3 separate regions of the Mus musculus genome follow, and regions 1 and 3 are each linked to region 2. Evidence: chromatin contacts called from public HiChIP or PLAC-seq data. All regions are on one chromosome and are shown on one strand. Each heading gives the region's core, a stretch centred on a gene start, on an enhancer-like site or on the middle of the called end of the contact. The rest is flanking DNA. Distances are from core to core; before and after follow the strand shown.

Region 1 (4,010 bases), core at 238-2,737, 890 kb before region 2:
TATGATCTTGTATGACTGTGTATGATCTCGAATCCTGTTCAGCAAATCCTGGGTACTTATTCGGGACTTAACATTGAGCAAAGGCATAAATGCCCTGTTGTTTTGTTGTCAGCCATTGTGAGACTGTGGAAGTTGTGATTCTCTCTTTCCTCACAGTTGGTTCCCTGCCTTTGACTGAAAACCCTCCCTTTGTTTGTTTCCCAGTGGTGGTTAGAACTGTGGAAGTTTGGTTTTAGATGATGGCTCACCAGAATGTGTTCTCCCTCCTCTCAGAGTCTTCCAGGGCCACACCTTTACGTAACCAAGTGACTCGTGCCATCCTGATTCGGCCTGTGTGTGCTATATTTGCCTTATATCTTTCCATAGATTCTAAGCAAGCCAGTACACTGCATACTTCACACAGGTTATCTCACTTAGTCCTCCTAACAGCCCTACCAGTTAGGTATTGGTACTGTTTTACAGCTTGGAAATCAGAGCTTGAGAAGGTAAATAGTGGCCAGGTTTGTAGAGTATGGGCACAGAGGCTTAAGGCTGATGTTGGTGTCCATGGATTTTGGACCCATCTCCGATGAGTCATTCCCAGCTTCGTGGAGGACACATATCACTTGGGGAACACATAAGAGTAAAATCTGTGCCTACCTCTTGTCCACTGCCTCCTGCAGTGCCTATTTTGTCTAAGGCAAGTGACTAACTGGGTTCTCTCTGGTTACATAAGCCATCAACATCCATAACATATATTTTATAATAATTTATTTTTTATTCACTTTATATCCCAATCACAGCTCCCCTCCTCTCTTTTCAGTCTCACTCTTACAAATCCCTCCCCCCATTGCTTCTTACCCCTTTCCTCAGAGATGGGGAGCCCCCCTTGGGTACCACTCTACCCTGGGACATCCAGTCCCAGCAGGACTAGGCACATCCTCTCCCAATGAGGCCCAACGGGGCAGCCCAGGTAGGGGAAGGGGATCCAATGGCAGGGAACAGAGACGGAGACTCCCCCCACTGCACTTGTTAGGGGGCCCATATGAAGACCAAGCTGAACATTTGCTACGAATGTGTGGGATGGTCTAGGCCAAGCCCCTGCCTGCTCCCTGGCTAGTGACAGTCTCTGTGAGTCCACATGGTCCCAGGTTAGTTGACTCTGTAGGTCTTCTCCAGCAGCATATTTTTAAAGGTGTATTTTATTTTTTACATTATGTGTGTGAGTTGCACGGGAGCAGGGGGCTGCACATGGTTGCAGGTGTCTGTGGAATCCAGAGACATTCGGTCCTCCTTGGAAATCTATAAAGTATATTTAACCTTAGACCATTATCATAATGCATAAGGACCTGGGCACTCCAGAAGGAATAAACAAAGAAAGGTCAAGTGTTGGAGAGAGTAAGGTTAAAGAAAAAAGAGAATTTTGTGGGTTTGTCACCCGGAAGCTGGATATCTGAACACGTGATTCTGAGGGTGACAGTAACCTTTGGAAACTAGAGGCCAAATCCCCACCCTTCCGGTAACAGTAACAGTGCTTGGTTCTCTGTGGTCACACGGGGTGAAGACTGACAGACGTGTTTGACTTAATGCTCTACGATGTCTTTGCAAAGTAACTGATTAAAAAAAAAAACTAATAAAATGAAAATTGAAATCTCAAAACAAAACAAAAATCCCTTGGAAGTCATAGAAAGCCCCTGTGCTTGGCCTCCTAGTGAACACAAGAGGGCGCTAGGCTCACATGATTCACTGGCTGCCTATGAACACACTAGACACATTACTTAAAAGGCATTTCTTAAACGTTGCACGTGCTGAACCAACAGATTGCTTCACACTGTAATCTCCACCCCTTGTGTAGTAACTGTCATCTCAGTTAATTTTATGGGTCTCAAAGGCTTGCCCGTCCATAGAATGAGGAATTATATACCTAAAAACAAAACCCAGAAGTTTTGTCAGGTATGAGGATCTGAAAGAAGAGTTGCAAAAGCAACTTTTTTCTGGTGAAACCTCCCAACAGCTTAAGAGGAAGGGGCTTTGGCGAAGATTTCAAGTGTTATAATTCTGTAGGACACACGCTGTCTGAGCTGGACATCGCTAACCCTTCTAACTCCCCAGCTGGTTCCAGACTCACAAAGCTCACTCCCATGATTCCTCAGCTTCTCACGGGGGCGGGGCTGTCTGTGTCAATGTCAAGGAGCATTGGGGGGGGGGGGGGGTCTAACTAATAATTCTGTTTTTTTGTGGTACAATAAAGAAGAAAATCGGATAAATAAACACATGGTGGTAGCTACAGTTCTTATTTTAGGAAAGTTATTAGACAGAGGAGTGTTACATACCATTCAGATTTTACATCGTTATCTGGAGAAGGCATTAAAATGAAAAGGGTAGAGCTGGGGAACAATGGAAATTAGGGTTTTGCCATGAGTTTGAGACGGGGGTTGTTTGTAGGAGTGGACACTGGCAATGAAGGACAGACAGGCCTGATTTGTTACACAGGAAGGATCAGAGATGAAGATGCTGGGTTAGGACCCACTGGCAAGGAGAACTTTGACATGGATGTACTCACTAAGAATAGAACATTAGTACTCTTCTAGTTGCTATGACAGGACACCTGACAAAAGCATCTTAAGGAAGGTGGGGTTTACAGTTTGAGGGCACAGTATATTCCAGCAGCGGCGGGGTGGGGGGCCAGTTGCTTGCATGGTACCTGGAGTCAGGAAGCAGCGATGGATGGGGGCACTCACCTTGCTTTCCCCAACCCCTGGTAGAATGGCACACACATCTAGGGTGGGTCTTCCCTCCTTGGTCAACCCCATCCTCACGGAATCACAGACTCACCTAGGATCTTGTCTCTTCAGTGGCTCAAGATCGTGTCAACTTGACAGTGAGTGTTAACCATCAGATGAGGTCAGCATAGAGAAAGAAGGTTTGAGGGACAGCCTTACGGGCCTAGAAAGTCTCAAGAGGGACAGGTGTATCCGATACCACACCACTGTCTAGGGAAGACAGCAATCCTAGTGTTACATACTGCAGAGAGAAACATGACAAGCACCAGAAGTTGTAACCAGAGAAACCTCTGGCTACATTCAAGAGAGTATGCTCCAGCAGGAAAACCTAAGAGTGTTCCGGTGGATAGACTTGAACACCTTCTCGCAGCAGAAGCAGGATGCCAGGCTGGAAACTAAGTTGAAAGGATCAACATGACACTCACTGTTCCTTTTCTGTCACTGCTATAGCAAATCATCACGGGTCAGTGGCTTAAAGAAAAATAGGCCAGATGTGAGTTCTGTAGAAGCCCAACACAAGTCTCAATAAACTCCAATCAAGGTATCTGCAATATTTTAAAATAATGGCTACTAGCTATATTCTAGGACAGAGCCTCCAGATGCAACCTGGAGTTTGCAGGGAATACTGGGGTCAGAGGAACACAAGAAGTCATTCTTAAAGATGTAATGAGCAAAATGCAAACTATAGAAAGCTGTTCTAGACAAATGGCTCACTCCCTTAAAACACTGTGAGCAAAAGCAAAATGCAGACGAGTCACAGTTGGAAGACTTAGAACGGCATCAGCCAATTGCAATGTATTGATTTGGTCTGCATCTTAATTCAAACAAACGTAAAAATGTACAAGGCAATTCGGGAAATTGAAGCAGGGACTGAATACTTGATGGTATTAAGAATGTTTGATTGCCTTAGGTGTTACAATGAAATGATTACAGATTAAGCCACATGGTGTCAGGATTTTAGTAGAGTAAGCTAGGGGCAGAACCAGGGTTACATGGGAGAAGACAGGATGCAAGGCTGACCAAGCTGATAGTGTGGTCCCCAGGTGATGGAGATATTCGCTTTTCTGCTTCTTTAATCTTTATAAGTTTGTATAATTAAAAGACTATCATAAAACATGGCTCAGGCAGTATGCATACTCCTTTCTTTTCTTTTTTTTGAAATAACATCTTATGTTTTCCAGGTTGGCCATGAACTTCTGATATAGCTGAGAATGGTCGTGAACTGAATCATCTGGCCTCCACTCCCCC
Region 2 (3,847 bases), core at 1,190-3,689:
TCCCACGCCCCTCCTCCACAACCCTTGCTGGTATTTTCAACACCTTCAAATTCTGGGTTCCAAGCCGACTTTCTGGTCTTAGCAGAAGGCTACCTAAGACTACCATCTTTGGAGATTGCTAGAGAACCAGTTTATTCATTTAAACTTTGTAAATAAAGAGAAAGAAACTACTATTTATCCTCCCTGACATATAAGAGATGACGTCTCAATGACTTTTACCAAAGACAATACCTTTATAGAAGCCCTCTGGCTAATAAGCGAGAGGAGAACAAATTAAAATATCGTTTGTAATTAGTAAGGAATCACTACTGGAAGCTATAGCCATTGATTTCTAACCTTGAAGCAGACAACCAATCCCCATAATGTATCTTCCTTAGAAACACATGATTCCACCACCTGTGTATGGTGTACGGTCATGTATCCCCCCCAAGTCTGAGCAAATCTGTAATTATGGTATAGAAGAGATACAAGGAACTCAGGAAGACTGAACTCCAACCTGCCAAGTCCAAATTGAGAACTCCGCACCCCGATCAATTCTTCTGTCAGCAATAGCAATAAGTGTGAGAAAGAAATCAGAGATGAAGGGCTGTTCAGGAGATTTAAGTGACTTATCAGCCACCTGCAATGATGGCCCCTGGGGACCCTCTCTGAGGCAACAGCAAGAAGGGAGGTGGAGAGGGGACAGGAGCTGTAGAACGCAGGAGAGAGAAAAGGCTGTTTCTTCAGTAAAATTTACATACTAATTGGGTACATGTCTAGCAAGACTGCCTTTTCCCATCAGAGAAGGAAAAATAGCTGTGAATTCTAAGTGGAGAGGGAGATGACTTTGGAAATGAGACAGCAACATGGAGATCACGGGCACTCTACTATAGAGTGTGCCCGCTTTTAGTCTTAGGGCCCCTCAAGTTTATGCCAAGGGGGAAGGGCTAAGCCATTTCCCATCAAAGCCTGCTACGTCTTCCTGCCCTCTCTCCTGCGTTTCTCATTTCCTTCTTGCTTTCCACGTGAGCTGAGCACCCATTCATCTCTACAGAAAGCGCCCCTGCGCCCTAACATGCATCATGAGTCAAGGTGCAAAGAGCTCTTTTGACTTCGTGAGGAACTTGAACAGGAAATGCTTAATGCACTTACTTAAGGGGCGGTCCCTCTGAGCTGCAAACCTTTTTTTGCAGACATGGAAGGAGACTAAGGTATTAGTTAGCATAAGTATGTGCTTCAGCGTCTCTCCCATTCACTCACCTGAGCAGGTGCAGAGTCCCTTAATCATAACTGTCAAGAAAGGAAAGCTTGCAATTTCTACCATTTAAAGGGGGAAATGACAAAATGGGGGAGGAGGGAGGAGAGGAAGGGAGAGAATTGCATGAAATGGATGTAAATGTATATTGGAAGGCAGGTGGGGAGAAGGTGGAGGGAGGGTGGTGGGAATGGTGAATGAGTTCATCGATTTCCCTGTGATGTGTGAATAGTGAAAACTCCTTTGAATAGAGAAAAATAGGAACATTTGATCTTACAATGGAATGGGAGACTAAAGGCCTTTCAAAATATTCAAAAATGCATCAGATAAATATTTAGAAGGAAATGCTTAGGTTACAGATTGTGTACACTCATCCGTACCTCCTCAGATTCTGAGGGACGGTGGTGTTAGGAGGACTGATCGCTTGTTCCTGAATTTTAGGCTGAGCATGTATATGTCTGCATTTTGGGGAAGCCCAGGGAGGCCTTACTTCTACTGGAAAAAGCAGAATAGAGGGGTTTAGAGACGAGGGCCGCAAGGAAGTTCCTGGAAAGGCACCAACAGGTAAGGAAGAAGGCATGAAGAAAAGGTGGACACAGTGGCAGTCATGGGACATCTGCTCTCCAGGGGCAAGCATCAAGGGGAAACAGCACCATGGCTACTTAAGGCTTTATTCATGCCATGCTGGGGACAATTTCTCTGCACCCTGAGCCCATCTCCTCCAAACTCTGGTAAAATACTTATCATTCAACACACTCGCAGAGCAAGAGAGTGAGAGTCTGAGGATGAGACAAAGCAAGAATAAATGAGGGGGAGGGAGACAGAGTGCAAGAAGCGGACACTGTGAGCAACCTGAAACCCAGGGCGAACTTGGGTGAGTCTGGGATGATGTGAATGGGAGAACAGGCATTTGCAAGGACAGAAGTATTGTGTAAGAACCCGAGAGGAAGAACTGTGAAGACCTTTGCAGTTTCACCGCTGGGGGTTGTGGGGATATGACATGCCAAAGTCCCTTGTCTCCTTGCCCATGGAGGGAAGCAGACTTCTGCAGATAAGTGGGGAGGAGGCCTCTGGTGAGAGATCTGCTCTGTTGGTGCAGACTGGAGAGAGTGCCTGCTAGACTCTTTCAACCCTGGAGGCAGCTGACTGGCTGGTTTGTCAGTTCAGTTTACCAAGGATCAACACCAAAATGACAAAGTCGCAATCAGCATATGAGTCACCAGAGGGCTCTGCAGCTGCCTCTGTGCACTGGGCTTCACTTCCTGTAGTGTGGCAGGGAGGCGTTGATGCATGAGTCATCAAACACCTGAACAATCAGAGCTGAACTAGTCGATGGATAGCACAAGGCACAGCATCAAAATGTACAAAACCAGCATATCTTCGTGTCACCTGTAATAGAAATGTATTACATCGTTTACCCCGGGTAGTACTTACATGGCTGACAGGACACGTAAGCTGTATTACAGCCCAGTTGCATGACTCAGCCTGCCAAAACCTTGTCTGATGCCTTCCATGACCACTAATATGTCCTTAATATTATTTTCTGTAACTTATAATACTAAATCAAATGGAGTGAGTTCTTTAAAGTTTCTATGACTAATGCCCGTATCAAATAATCTATGGAGAAACATAGTCACAAATAATTCAACTACAGTTCAGAAGGAGTCATGCATGCTACAGATAAGAGAACTCGGAGAGAGCAAATAGCAAGCATAACCAATGGGTACTGGCCTGAGACATTAGAAAATAAACCAAATCCCATAGAAAAATCCCATCTAGAGGACAGAGATCTGAACACAATGTATATTTTCCCAAAGAGAGAAAGACAGAGTCAGATACAGGCAGGCAAGCAGGCAGGCAGATACAAAGGCAGGCAGACAGACAGACAGACAGACATATGCATGTGAGTAGGAATAGGGACCCACTGTATAGAAGAGATAATTAATCTACTAAGTGTCTGTACCGTTGCCAAATCTCTGTTAATGTTACAAATGGAGGGGCTGGAGACTCAGCTCGGTGGTTAAGAGCACTGGCTGCTCTTGCAGAAGAGCTAGGTTTGATACCCAGCACCCACATGGAAGTCCATAGCTGTCTGTAGCCCAATTCCAAGGGCCCCATCACCTTCTTCTGGCCTCCTCAAGCACCAGACAGCACCTGCTGCAGAAATACACATGCAGGTATAACACTCATACACATTAAGTTAATTACAATCTAAAAGTTATTAAAGCATTGCAAGCAACACTTCCAACAAAATCAAAGAATACGATGAATCACTAGTTAATTATTTCTTATTATCAAAACAGTAAATGGCTGTACAAATAAGGTCTTTACAGAGATAAAGGAAATTTCTCAGGAAAGGAGAGCAATTTCCTTCTTGAGTATTCTAGAAGATCTTAACCCCATAGGTCCCCATACAAGGGAATCAAAACAACAAGGGATCATCAGCATCAGAGACCAGAGGGAATGTTGTTTAACAATATAAATGCCACAGCTTGGCACCCCAACTTTCGGACAATTATGTTAAGTATTCCTTTTGGCACGGAGGTTAATTGCTCACAGGTTTCAAAACCAGCTGATGTCAATTCAGCTTTCCCTCACTTTCCATGGGAGGAT
Region 3 (3,858 bases), core at 468-2,967, 720 kb before region 2:
AAAAAAAAACCCTTCACATTCAGTTATCTGGGAAAGAAGATGGAGATGTTATCTGGGAATGAATAGAGGGAGGTATGTATGCACAACACAGCGTGCACAGGCCTTGGAGAGATCCAGGCCTGGTTTGAACTGATGCTGTCCTACTTCAAGCTGTAGCTTTAAAAAAAAAAATCACAGTTACTGTTTCTTGTTTTGGTGGAGGGTGTTTCCTATGCAAACAGGAACTAGCACTATCTCAGTACTCAATACTCAGTACCTCTCAGGATGCCATGGGACTGAGTTCAGAAAATGGGGTTAAGGTGTTTGGTTTGGGTAGACGAGACAAAGCTGAGCCCCAACCCCTCCTTTCCTGGCTTCTGAAGCCCAAGACTGCTACGCCTCTTACAACTCAAAGAAACTAAAGACCTTTTTCCACAGTTACCATTTCCCCAAATGCACACACCATTGAGGACAGACTATTTGTAGAAATAGTTAAAGCAATGTTCTTCCTCTAGAAGAAGACCGAAAATAAAGCCCTTACGAGTACAAATGTGGAACTCTCATAATCTCTTTGTGCTTCTCCTACCAAAAGACAAGATTCAGGTGTGTTCCAGAGAGACTCTAAGGCTACAGTTACCTCCCTGCCTTGAGCACACTAAAGCTGTGTTTATTTCTTTGTATGCTCGTTTATTTCTTTTTTTTTAAAAAAAAACTTATTTATTTTTATATGTGTACACTGTAGCTGTCTTTAGACACACCAGAAGAAGTTATGGGGTCCCGTTACAGATGGTTGTGAGCCACCATATGGTTGCTGGGAATTGAACTCAGGACTTCTGGAAGAGTAGTCAGTGCTCTTAACCGCTGAGCCATCTCTCCAGCCCTGCTTGTTTATTTCTTAAAACAGTGTCCCTGTATATAGCCCAGGCTGTCCTGAAACTCTCAATCCTCTTGCCTCTGCCTCTAAGTGTAGGATTCTAGGCTTGTGCCACTATAATCAGCTATTCCAATTATGAATTAGGCTTTGGGCCTTGACTTTGCGATCATTACTCTCTGGCTCTGTTGTCTTTACAAGGATGGGCAAGTCATAGAAGATGCTGAGAAGCTGGGCTCATTTCTCCTGAACAAGACTTGTTTCCCTCCTTTAACCGACACCGGGGATGTGACGATTTTCTTATGGTCAGTGCTGTTAAGTTCTATTGTGTGAATGCAGGCCTGCATTTGGATAACTTTGAGTCATGGCCATTGTGTAACGCATTCCCAGGGTGGTTTGTGTGAGCACTGTTTGAGACATGTATCCAATATCCTCGCTCTTCTTCTCCTTTTCCTCTAGACCCATACTTCCATCTCTGGTTGGGAAATGGCAGACATTCCTGTGTTCTCCTTGACTCTATAAGACTCGAGGCATTGCTCCTTTATTCTTTGCTCTGAGAATTAAACACATCTTCTTCCTGTGAACTCCATTTGTCTTTTAGAGGGCAGCAAATCCTGGGGAACAAAATAGCAGTAATTTAGCATTACTAAAGCAGTATATTCATATTCCCAGACTGCTTTACTAATGGTTATGGGGGGAAATCAGGGGGTGGGGGAGGGGGAAAGATGGGTGTGGTGGATGCTAACCCTAAGTGCCAATTCAATGGTTTTAGCCCACAAAGAGCCTACCAATTAGCTCCCTCCAAACTGAGATTGTGAGTCAGAAGATAAAAGCCACCCCTTCCATCAGTTGCCTGGGTTGGGGTCTGGGCTCCTTTGGCAGGGTTTTATAATTCCCATGAGTCATTTTATTACCCAAGGTCCTGTCCCTCCCCCATATTTCACACACACCTTTCCTCCCATGCTCTCCTTTATCAGAACCACTTGCTTAGAAAAACAAAACCTGCCACACATGACAGAAATCCTTTGTTAGTATTCTTAGTCCACTGTGGACATGTTGCCATAGTGATGGCTGTATACACACACACACACACACACACACACACACACATTTGCTCAGTTATTGAGGGTACCATTGGTTTCTTCTCCCCCCACCCTCCCTTCTCAGACAACAGTCAACACTGTTAACTAAACAAACTATTAGTGTCTTTGCAGCTTTTCTTGGCACTTTTAGCTAGTTTAATTTGCTTCTAATTCAGCTATACTTAGTCAGGCCCTGTAAGCAGAGCTAACTTTTTATAAAGAGCCAGTCTTGTTTGTTTTCAGGCTTATTCATTGTTAGAGCCAACTTGTAATGATTCCAGGGATGGAGAGCTGGAGTAACGTGGTGTGCTAGTTTCTTTTCTGTTGCTATGATAAAATACCTCGACCAAGTCAGCTTATAGATGGCAAGCTTTTTATGGGCTTATGGTTCCAGAGGGATGAGTCTATGATGGGGGAGTGTAGGCATGGCTGAAGGAACCGGAAGCTGAGGGTTCACGTCTTCAACCGCAAGCACAAAGGGGAGAGAGGGTGGGGGGAGAGGGAGAGAGAGAGAGAGAGAGAGAGAGAGAGAGAGAGAAAGAGAGAAAGAGAGAGAGAGAAACAGCAAGGAGAGTGAGGTTTGAAGCTCTTTAAGCCCACACCCAGTGACATAAGCCCTTCAGTAAGACCACACCTCCTAAGCCTCCAAAACCAGGGCCACCAAGTGTTCACATGCATGAGCCTGGCAGGAGCTGGTGAGCAGGGAGGAAGGGGGTGGGGGGTCTCCAAGCTATCACTCATGGAACTCGACTTCTATGGCTTATAGATCCCTTAATTTGTTTTCTGAGACTTGGATAGTTCACTACATTGCTTTGATTTTAGCGTACAATATAATCATTTTTAGAGAGCAAAATGCCTAAAAGACATTATAAAAGACTTGAGCATTTAATAATTAATCCCATTTGATATCCTATCTGATTAGTTGGTTTCAGGGCAATCATATAAGCGTTCTTCTTTAAAAATTAAACCATGTGAACACTCTGAGGGGGTTGCAGGATCAATTGAATTTAGTGTGTTTAATAAGGCCTTGGCCTTCTGCACCCCAAGCCAGGCCATCCATTGCCCTTAACCCAAGACTGGGGATGAAGATGGGGCTTCCTGGGATTTCTCCTCTATGCAGTGTGAGGGGCTGTTTCTCCGTGTAAGACTTGCTTTAGCTACAGAAATGGCAGTTGACAGCCTCAATAGCTACTTGGACACGGGGTGGGGTGGGGTGGGGTGGGGTGGGGTGGGGGAGGGGTTACTGTCTAGACCCTAGTCAGTGTTTTTTCCCACTGTACATACTCTGCACCTGGCGTCTGATACGTCAGAGGTGGTGTAATGGCTCTTACTGCTGCACCTGGCCATGGTGGGGGTGGCACACCTATTTCCAGTTCCATGCTTAAAGGGCTAAGATAGTGCCTCCGTCTCGCTATCTGTGTGATCTGGCTAGAGACCTAACTTACTAGAAGCTCTCTGGTCTTCTCTGTAAAACAGAGATAATATCCTCCCATCAGACTGTTAAAGAATGAGACTGTTTGTGGGAATCCTTTTGGCAATCGCTGTTGTAGTATTTGGCAGAGTATCGTGCACCCTACCCATGGATCACTGTTTTGATTACTATTGTGCTACCAGATGTGGGAGAATCTGTTACCCCCACCCCCACCCCCACCCCCTCTCCAGTTTTTGTTATGTCGCATTATAGATGCCTTTAGAAGGAATTAAAAACTTTCTTAGGGTAAGAAACACACTGCTGTTCTCTAAAAACAAAACAAAACAACAAAAAGAGCAAAACCCCCCAAAGAATTAAAAAATCATTAGGATTCCGTTGACCTCATCTTTCGGTCATTCCAACTGTGCATTTTAGTGACATTTAGCAGTTTTACAGTGTTGTACAACCGTCATCACTCTCTAGTTCCAAAACACTTTTATCACCCCCCTAAGGGA

What was found. HiChIP or PLAC-seq counts read pairs in DNA pulled down with a chosen protein or histone mark.
Region 1: an HNF4G HiChIP or PLAC-seq map of pancreatic cancer cells shows a contact between it and region 2. The contact joins two enhancer-like sites. A contact is called at or near these places in 1 of 484 Hi-C or Micro-C datasets (cortical neurons) and 1 of 115 datasets of contacts at active chromatin or transcription factors (pancreatic cancer cells).
Region 3: a contact with region 2 is called in an HNF4G HiChIP or PLAC-seq map of pancreatic cancer cells. The contact joins two enhancer-like sites. A contact is called at or near these places in 1 of 484 Hi-C or Micro-C datasets (cortical neurons) and 1 of 115 datasets of contacts at active chromatin or transcription factors (pancreatic cancer cells).

Annotation. Positions count from the first base shown.
Region 1 is chr6:50,543,313-50,547,322 of GRCm38.p6, reverse strand. No RefSeq gene overlaps it. Among named protein-coding and RNA genes, the nearest start is that of Gm38806, 4.6 kb to the right of the region's middle. Within about 2 kb of position 1,487, at least 73 of the 459 cell types and tissues checked have an H3K27ac peak or open chromatin away from gene starts, as enhancers often do. A contact at or near this core is called in pancreatic cancer cells, where this site is marked.
Region 2 is chr6:49,655,398-49,659,244 of GRCm38.p6, reverse strand. The region is part of intron 2 of Gm31226 (a long non-coding RNA gene); the gene reads right to left. Among named protein-coding and RNA genes, the nearest start is that of Gm31226, 24 kb to the right of the region's middle. Within about 2 kb of position 2,439, at least 54 of the 459 cell types and tissues checked have an H3K27ac peak or open chromatin away from gene starts, as enhancers often do. A contact at or near this core is called in pancreatic cancer cells, where this site is marked.
Region 3 is chr6:50,371,245-50,375,102 of GRCm38.p6, reverse strand. The region is part of intron 2 of Osbpl3 (oxysterol binding protein-like 3); the gene reads left to right. Among named protein-coding and RNA genes, the nearest start is that of Gm52900, 8.5 kb to the left of the region's middle. Within about 2 kb of position 1,717, at least 48 of the 459 cell types and tissues checked have an H3K27ac peak or open chromatin away from gene starts, as enhancers often do. A contact at or near this core is called in pancreatic cancer cells, where this site is marked.